Linked DNA regions of Zea mays: region 2 is linked to region 1. A link is a contact called in public Hi-C data. All regions are on one chromosome and are shown on one strand. Each heading gives the region's core, a stretch centred on a gene start, on an enhancer-like site or on the middle of the called end of the contact. The rest is flanking DNA. Distances are from core to core; before and after follow the strand shown.

Region 1 (4,571 bases), core at 1,542-4,041:
TGAATAATATTACTTGTTTTTGGTATATCTTTCTCTAATGTTTCATATTTTATATTTCATTCTTCATTGCCTTATAAGTCTAATCACGAAGGTGTGACCTTCGTGATATTTTGTTCATGGCCTTCGTCTGAAGTTCATTAAATCCTCGGGGAGATAATGCTTCAGCGGATGAAGGACATTAACATTTAACATTTTATGTTGCCTTGTTCTTAATTTATAGCATTTGAGAACAAGTCCCCAACAACAATTATTTTGATTAAAGTATTTACTTGTTTTCTTTTTGTCGTTATTAGGGACTTATTTTAAGCAAAGCTTTGAAGAGGCAAAAAGAATGTGAGGATGAGAGTACTAAAATAGCCTTCGGAAATCTGCGCTCAGGAGTTATAACGCTTTGAAATGAGCCCCTTGAGAAAGACAAGATTCTTCTTTCTTTAGTGAGAAGGCTAAAGACGAATGAAGCTAATTTGGCTAAATTCTCTAAAGCAGATCAAAAGATTTTGAAGCTTGAAAAAGAAAAACAAGCGAACGCAAAATGTATAGCTGATCTTGAATATGCTTTATTTGCCCAAGTAGAACCGCATAAATCTGAAGTGGCAAGGCTGGAGAAGAAACATGACAAAGTTACTGAAAATTTTAACGTTGAGCAAGCGAAGTGTGAAATATCTCATACTGAACGATCCAGGGTACAAAATAATGTTGAAGAGCTTTGTGAAGCGAAGGAAGAATGCTACTCTGTTGCTATGCAATGTTCTGATAAGTTGAAAAATGCTTTTGCTAAAGTTGGCGCATTCTCAACTGAGCAAAACTTTATTCACGGAGATCCCGAAGGTGTGATCACATGGATTGAAGATGAAATAGAACCTTTCGATGAGTCCTAACCAGAATAGTAGACTTTTGTGCCTGTGTGGGTGCTCAAGGGGCTCTATCATTGCTCGAAAAGGCTGGCTGTGATCATGCTAAGGCTATAATTCAGCCAGAATTCTTAGTTTCAGCAAATGATATTAGAGAACCTTCAGCCGAAGCTAACGCCCTTGACAGGAAATTTTATTCTGAAGTGTGGTTGAATGGCGGAAGAGAGATAGCAGACGAAGCTATCAGGTAGAGCGAAGAAGAATCTCATCTTGCTTCAGGGGAAGCAAGAAAAGCTGAAGAAGCCGCAAAGCACGAAAGGCATATAGGTGTGTTTGTCATATTTTAGCTTCGTATTTGACAAAATCTTATATTTTTCGCAGCTGAACTCTCTCCTCCTCTGGAACCGTATGACCCTGACATCGATTCAGCACTGTAACACCCGAAATCTTGTTTTATGAATTTGTAGAAAAAAATCAAACTAAAATGTCCCTAATGGATAATCATTCTATGGAATTCACCCTTTATAAAATAAATAGTAAAATTTAAAGCAATGGGAGTTAATATATATAATAAAAGAGTTACAATTTATTATCACCATCAAGAAATATATAAAACATTCTCTTTTGAGTTAAAGTCACTATTGTTAAAGAATTCATATTAACTTCTTCCTAAATTAAAAGGGTAAGGCATATTGAATTATTGGAGATACATTTAATTAGATATACATTCAATATAATGACTTCTTTGGAATAAGTGAATGTGAAGCATCCTATCTAAATAAATAAAATAAATCTTTGCATCATTCTGGGATTATTTTGGTTGTTGCATATAAACTGACTTTGAAATTCAAAACAGATTTGAATTAGTGACTCATTTCAATTTAAAATAGTTAAAACAAATAGAAATTTAAATTAGAAAAGGAAAAAGAGAAGGAAACCTGCGCCTGGGCCAAATCTCATCTGTCTCGGCCCATCTCTTTCCTTCCCCCTCAAATGCGTGTCGGCCCACTATACTCCACGCACTGGCCTGTTGTTACACTGCCACTGTGGGCCCGCTCGTCGGTTGCCCATGGGTGCACACCGGCCCTGGCTCCCTCTGTCACGTGGGCCCACACCCTCAGCCGCTCGACCAGTGGTATTCCTGCGCACCTTCCTCCACTCTCGTTGGTACCTGGGGCCCACTGCCTAGCCTCTGGTTCTCTGAGCAGGTTCGCCTCGTTAGCGCTCACTCACTGCCGTGTGGGTCCACCGTGTCAGTACCATCGTCCTCGGATCGTTATCGGTCACGGCGCCGCTCAACAGAATCCGCTCGATTACAGCCGAAGCTAGTTGTTAGGATCTTGGCGAAGATTGTGGGATTCGGGTGCCATCCTGGGGTACTTATAGGTGACCTAGCCACCTCCTCTCGTTCATCAGATCCCGACCCCGAGTAGAGCCAATGGAGAGCAGTCTAGTAGAAAAGAAACCACCGTCGATGTGTGCTGCCCGTGCTGCCGGTCTATGGCCAGAGTGGGGCTATGGTTGTTGACGAGGCCGTGGTGAACCTAGGCACGGAGTCGTAGGAACTGGAGACCAACCGAATCCTCCCTAATTCATCGTCGGTGTCAGGAAATCCGCCGCCGTGCCGCGCGGTATCGTGGGTGGAACCCGGAAGTTCCATAATCCGAGGTAAAAACTTCTTCTATGTGTTCGCCCACGCAGCCATTAGGGTAGGAACCATTCTAGGGCAAGTATTGGTCACCGTGGGGGATAGCTCAACTAGCGCCGGTGTGGGCGCCGCCGTGATGGGCGGTCGACGCCGCTCGACCTAGCTCAAGGAAGAAGGAGAACGTAGTGGCTGTAGATCAAAGAATGGACGGACGAGATTGGGTTGCTGTGTACCCTTTCGCCCATTTAGATCTGGTCGTAGATCCTGGATCCAACAGTTGTGGGCGCATACCGGTTCGCGAGGTTTGGGGATCTAATCCAAGGCATTGAAAACTGATCGGACGGCCAGTATTTCACCATACCCATTCGGCCAGGGGCAATTGCAAAAGAGCCCCTGGATTTCTAAATAATCAACCCGCCATCCAGTTCTTATATAAACTAATTGCAGTCAGGCCCTGTTATCTACATGCTAGACCCTGGAAATTGTAGTAATTGTGTCCCCGATCCAATTAGGTCAGACTTATTAAAATAAATCAGAAAATGGGTTTTAATCTCCAAAACCTTAATAAATCCATATCTTGCTCAATTTAACTCCTTTTTAATCCGTTCTAGTTGCAATAAATTCATGTTAATATTTTTTATCACCTAGTACCTTTGTTTAGCCATGAAACTTGATTTAAAATTATTCACTTGAATTACTGTATTCTAGGTACTAAATAACTCCAGAAATTCATAACTAGAGAACCGTAACTCCGATTTGATACGTTCAAATTGTGTTAGATTCATAATAATATCATCTGTACAATTTGACACTAACATTTATCACAACCCATACTTTTATTATTAGAAATTTGTCTATCCTATGTTTAATAGATTAACTCCTCTAATCGAAGTTAACCTATCCATTTATAATTTGATTAATATATATATATGATATCTAGTTAAGTTATAATTAAGATTAAGGTTGAGTTAGTTTTTATAGAATAGTATCTCATATGATATACACTAACCAACTTATAATATAAATTAATATTTAAACCACAAAGATTTACCATAAATCCTATCACTTTAACCGTAACTCTGGTTTTAGCCATTCTCGAACCCACGATCTTGTTACGACACGTAGAATATTCTTATGCAATTTATTCTTATGTTTGGTGTGATGTTAATTTTGCCTATACATTGTTTGTTTGTATTGCTACGACTAGCGCGAGGTTACGAGTTACCTGAAGAGCAAGTTGGTACCTGGAATCTCAATTCCCAACAAGTTGTGCCCTTGATCACTTCTTTTTACCCAATCATGTTCTAATTAATCATAATGATCTGCATAGGTTAATTTTGATGGTACCCAATAGGTTACCCTAGTTTGGATATCTTTATACCTTGTTTACCACTGAATTTTTGGGTAGTACCTACTATTGCTTTATGTGGTTTTGGGATGGAGATATACATTATTCATTATCATTATTTTATTATCAGTTTGTTATTTACTGTTCATGATAAGATCATTATGTTAATTGGAACATGGAGCGACCACCCAGGAAAACAGTGCTACCACAAGGGTGGTATGGGACGCCCTTGGCTGACTAATTAGGAAAGCTAGTGGAGGACTACCTTACCTGAAAGGGGCAAGGGCAGTAGGGGAGTGGTCAGTGTAGGGAGGCCCTTGGGTTGATTTTGCTGCGATGGCGGTCAGGCGAGGGGTCCCTGCATTGGATCTTCCTAGAAACTGTAGCGGGTTTTCTGAAGCTAGTGGAACTTTGTAAAGGCCTCATAATGGAACCCTGCCTCACTTCCTTAGTAGAGGTGTTTGGGGTCCGATCAACCCCATGGCAAATGGGTAACACGACTAGTGGGTAAAAATGTGCAACCTCTCCAGAGTGTAAAACTGGCATATCAGCCGTGCTCACGGTCATGAGCAGCTCGGACCCTCACATGATTAATTTATGGAACTAAATTCAATTTGTCATATGCATTGCATTGTGGGTGTTGTATCACTTTTGTTCTACTACTTAATTGGGTTGGTATTTACTTATACTTAGTAATTGCTAATAAAATTTTGACCAACTTTAA
Region 2 (4,571 bases), core at 1,553-4,052, 230 kb before region 1:
GTGATTATGTGCATCTATAGGGTTGTCCAAGGTCCTTAGGACAAGGACAACTGTAGGTGGGCCTAATACCTTGGGATGTTCCGTCACAATGGCGAGCGGGCGCTTGGTGCGGCGCGGGCTCACGACGCGGCCAAGGAGAAGGAGAGGAGAGGGGCCACGAGTGGGCCCCGCTGGTTAGTGAGAGAGGGGGAGGTGAGATGGGGGCGCACCGCTGGGCCCTTAGTGGGCCGGTTTGGCCGATTAGGGATAGGGTTTTTCCTTTTTTTCTTTTTTTTCTTTTCTGTTTAAAAATATAAATAAATATATTTTCAAATAATTCTAAAAATCATAATAATTATACCAAAAGTATTTATAACTAAAATATTTATTTTTGGACCAATATTTCTATATTAATTAATTGGATTTTCAATATAAAATAAATTCTACTAAACTTCCATAAATCAAATATGAGCAAACAAAATTATCATAAATGCAAATAAAAATGAAACACTTGAAAGAAAAATTGGTTACCATATTTACCACTAATAATCTAAATGCATTATTTTTAGTTGATGCTTTTGGTAGTGTTACACTTCTCTGATGACACCGGCACTCAGAAGCCTTTTTACTTCGTTTTGTGCGCCTTCGGCTTTATCATCGAACATTTTTTGAAGCCTCTGCTTTCTTGGCCTAAAGGCCGGGTCAACATTGAGTGATTGCTCAATAACATCTCTATTGACACCACAGAGATCATTGGCTGACCAAGCAAAAACATCCTTGTTGTTGAACAGGAATTTCAACAAAGTCTTCTCTTGTTCATGAGATATCTGGGATCTCAACAGTACCTTTTGCTCGACTATGTCTTCGCACAGAAGCATAGGCTTTGGTTGATCTGCTGAAGTAGCTTTTTCTCTTTTGTGTTTATATTGCTGATGAACTTTGGCTTCATCTATGTTATGGATGGCCTTCGAATCCGTCTAGGTACCTTCGGCTCTCCTGGTAGCCTCTTGGCTTCCATGCACAGCGATAGGCCCTTGGTCAGAAGGTATCTTCATGCAAAGATATGCTGGATGGAGTATTGCTTCGAAGGCATTCAGCGTGCCTCGACCAATTATTGCATTGTAAAGATACTCCATATCGACAATGTCAAAGACAACCTGCTCTGTCCTTGTATTGTAATCATAGCCGAAGGTGATCGGCATAGCTATTTTGCCAAGTGCCACAATTTGTCTTCCTCTGAAGCCACAAGGGGGTGTGTTTGCATCATGTATCTTGTCATGCAGCTCTTGCATTTGCCTGAAGGCCTTTGCAAAGATGATGTCTGTCGCACTGCCTATGTCCACTACGACATTATGCAGTACCCTTCTCTGTGCTTCGTTCTTCTGTTTCTTATTGGTTGGTTCAGAACTTGAGCCACCTGTGATTGGGAGCACCAGCTTCGTAGCCGAAGGTGCCAAAGGTTGGTGGTCTTGCGAAGCCATTGTTGGAATCATGGAAGTGAGTTCACTGGAGGTGGGCGCCAATGTTGGTCACTTGTTCTCAAATGTTATATATCAAGAACAAGGCAACAGAATTGTTAGTCATTACGGACCTTCGTCTAACCGAAGCATTATCTCCTCGTGGGAATAATGCTTCGCCAGACGAAGGTTAAAAAGGACATACCTTCATTATTTAATATACGAGTAATAATGCAAAGGGATAAATATAATAAGTACATTTCATTAATTGATTTATCCTTATATCCCATAAAATAGAAATGAATGTAAACAATGTTAATATTACATTGATACCTTCGACTTGCTCGAAGGTGTGGATGCGAGAAAGTGAATACAATCCAGCATGAAAAGTACGGGGTTACTGTTAATCTATTTTTAGGCTCGGGACGTAGCCCGAGTTTAATTACATTCATACCCCTGAATGTTTATTTACAAGCAACTAAAGCAAATAAGGTCTATTTAGTCTTTTACTTTTTTGCTTGGTCTGAGCCGAAGCTATTGAGCTTCGGCATTCCGCAACGCTGCTTATTCACAAGGCCTTCGTCTTGAGAACCTGAGCCGAGGTTGATGATGGCTTCGGTGAGCTTTTATATTATCTTGCCGAAGGTGTTTTGGTCTTGAGGACCTTCGATGGAGGAGAAGGCTCCCAACATGGCCCATAGTCGATCGGACGGACACGAGTTCATCTTCCCACTCGCCGAACAGAGCAGCGGCGCAGGGGCCCTAACATGGCGGTGCGCTCATCGGAGAGCATCCAAAGTCGAGCCCTAGCATGTTTTAATGACCACGGCAAAGCGTAAACGAGTGTAGGGAGATAGGTGAACTCGAGGAAGGCCCTCATACGTGGATTCGAGCAACAGAACACACTGTCACGGAGCCTTGCGGACCCGCGGTTTTCTTGAATTCCTGCGAGCAATTCCATTGCACCCGGCCACCCCAGCTGCACGAGGAAGCACTAGATCCATGCGGTATACACCGGTGAAGGTCCCTGACCGCAAGCCGAGGCCAAAACGGCGACTGGGTAGCGAATCCACGGCGGCGGTGGCCCTCTCTTCCCCGCTGTGCACCCACCACGGTCGGGTTCCCAGTGATGGGGAAAAGGAAGGGGAAACCGGCAATCGTTTTATAAGACCAGGACGAGTCCGCGCCGAGGAGGTTGGGGCGATGCAAATTCCACGGTGAGCTCCTAGACGTCATTCGCGATGACGAAATCAGCCCCGACGCAACAACCCTAGGAAGAAGAAATACCTGGCCTGACCTATTGGGTCCACGCGCCAGTGGGTGGAGGGGTACACGGTCACGGCGCCCCGGCTTGTATGCGCACGCGGCATTCTCAGACGAACGGGCCCGCATCATCAGCGAGCGCGGGTGAGGAGCTGTCAACTGACGGGGTGACCCCACATGTCGGCGCGCACATGGTTGGCTGGGCCGCTCGGCAAGGAGAACTTGGGCCGCACAGGTAAGTTTCTTCATTTCATTTTTCTGGTTTTGTTTTTTTCTTTTTGATTTAAAATTTCAAATTCAAATCCAAGTTAAAGTCTAAGAGTTCAAATTTAATGCACACTCAAAATCCCAGCATGGTGCAAAACTATATTTTATTTATTATCCTATTTAAAATAACACTTTAAAATGTGCAATCTATACACAAAATAGGAATTAGGTATTTTAGAAAATCATTTTTAGTGTATAAAGTTTTATAGAGAGTCCTTGTAAATAAATTTTTAAGGAAAACCAACATGATATAGAAATTCTTTTTATTCAAATTTTTATTATACTATCTTTGTTTTAAGAGATGTAACCCTAAAGCTAACAAAACTCTTATTGAAAGGTATTTTAATTCAAAATCCATGGAAAATTTTACTAGGCTGACAATATAATACTTTGAGGTATTACAGGTGAATCCATGCACATTATTCCCCACAACTTGTTGAGCTATGATCTTTTTTGAGCTCACCCTTGCGATATATAACCCCAACCCCACAGGTGAAGAGTAGGTAGCCCAAGAGGAGGTCTACAACGAGGAGTACGAGCTTATCTTGGTGGCGTCTCTATCAGCTTTATGGCGCGAAGGAATAATTATTAGTTCGCTTTATTGATGTCATTTATTTTTGTAAGACACTTCCGTGATGTAATAATATTTGTGGCATTTATCTCTATACACTTGATCATTATTATATGTGTTGTTCTTCTTTGGCGCACATATGAGATGCACCCGGCTTTACCCCTTAAATCCAGGTGTGACACTTCTGTGGAACAATCCCATTCTTTGTTGACCTGACTTATTACGACCACAGAGTCCCCTTACACCATCAACCGCTTTACTTCGAGCTAAACAATAATGTGCAGTCCATGAATCATAGCATCATACATTGCAATATTGTTTGAGGCTGGGAACAGGAGTTGTAGCACATACATGACTTGTTCCCCTTTCCAAGTGATATAGAGAATCCCTTGTCTAGCGCCTTGTAGCTTCAATGACCCATCAAATTACATCTTCCAGACTTCTATTGGCTTGGGATTTTAAAGAACCTAATGTTTTGTCCACTCCAAAATGAAATCAACCAAAGCTTGGGTCATGATAGCCATCTGAGGCCGGAACTCTATATCATGATCCCCCAGCTCGCATACTAATTCGGTCATTCTACCCATATCCCTCTATTGTGCAGTATGTCACCGATCAGGATACCGATGACCACTACGACTTTGTGATCATCAAAGTAGTGGTGCAGCTTGCATGCAGTGAGGAGGACAAACACAATAGCTTCTAAACTTGAGGGTACCTAATCTTGGATAGCCCGAGGACTTCACTAATGTAGTAGACTAGGTACTAAGTCACCTTCACATGCCCTTCTTCTTTTTGCTCGACTACCAACGCAAAGTCACCACGTGAGTCTTGCACGAGATGGACAAAAACATATCTTAAGTTGGCTGATCTTTGGTGGCCCAGTTTGGTGGCTTGAGGACCGAAGGGCGTGTCAAAAACTTCTGGAGTGCATTAACTGCTTCTTGTGCCTCTAGAGCCCACTCAAACTTGTCCACTTTCCTTAGCATCTTGTAGAACGACATGCCCTTTTTGCGAGGCCATGAGAAAAATTG

What was found. Hi-C and Micro-C count contacts between places; a contact is called where the count stands out from the background.
Region 2: a Hi-C map of leaf shows a contact between it and region 1, with 5 times the contacts expected there. The contact joins two enhancer-like sites. A contact is called at or near these places in 2 of 25 Hi-C or Micro-C datasets (endosperm and leaf).

The regions. Positions count from the first base shown.
Region 1 is chr5:111,054,586-111,059,156 of Zm-B73-REFERENCE-NAM-5.0, reverse strand. No RefSeq gene overlaps it. Among protein-coding and RNA genes, the nearest start is that of LOC118471894, 29 kb to the right of the region's middle. Within about 2 kb of position 2,791, at least 19 of the 20 cell types and tissues checked have an H3K27ac peak or open chromatin away from gene starts, as enhancers often do. A contact at or near this core is called in leaf, where this site is marked.
Region 2 is chr5:111,289,237-111,293,807 of Zm-B73-REFERENCE-NAM-5.0, reverse strand. No RefSeq gene overlaps it. Among protein-coding and RNA genes, the nearest start is that of LOC118471894, 260 kb to the right of the region's middle. Within about 2 kb of position 2,802, at least 18 of the 20 cell types and tissues checked have an H3K27ac peak or open chromatin away from gene starts, as enhancers often do. A contact at or near this core is called in leaf, where this site is marked.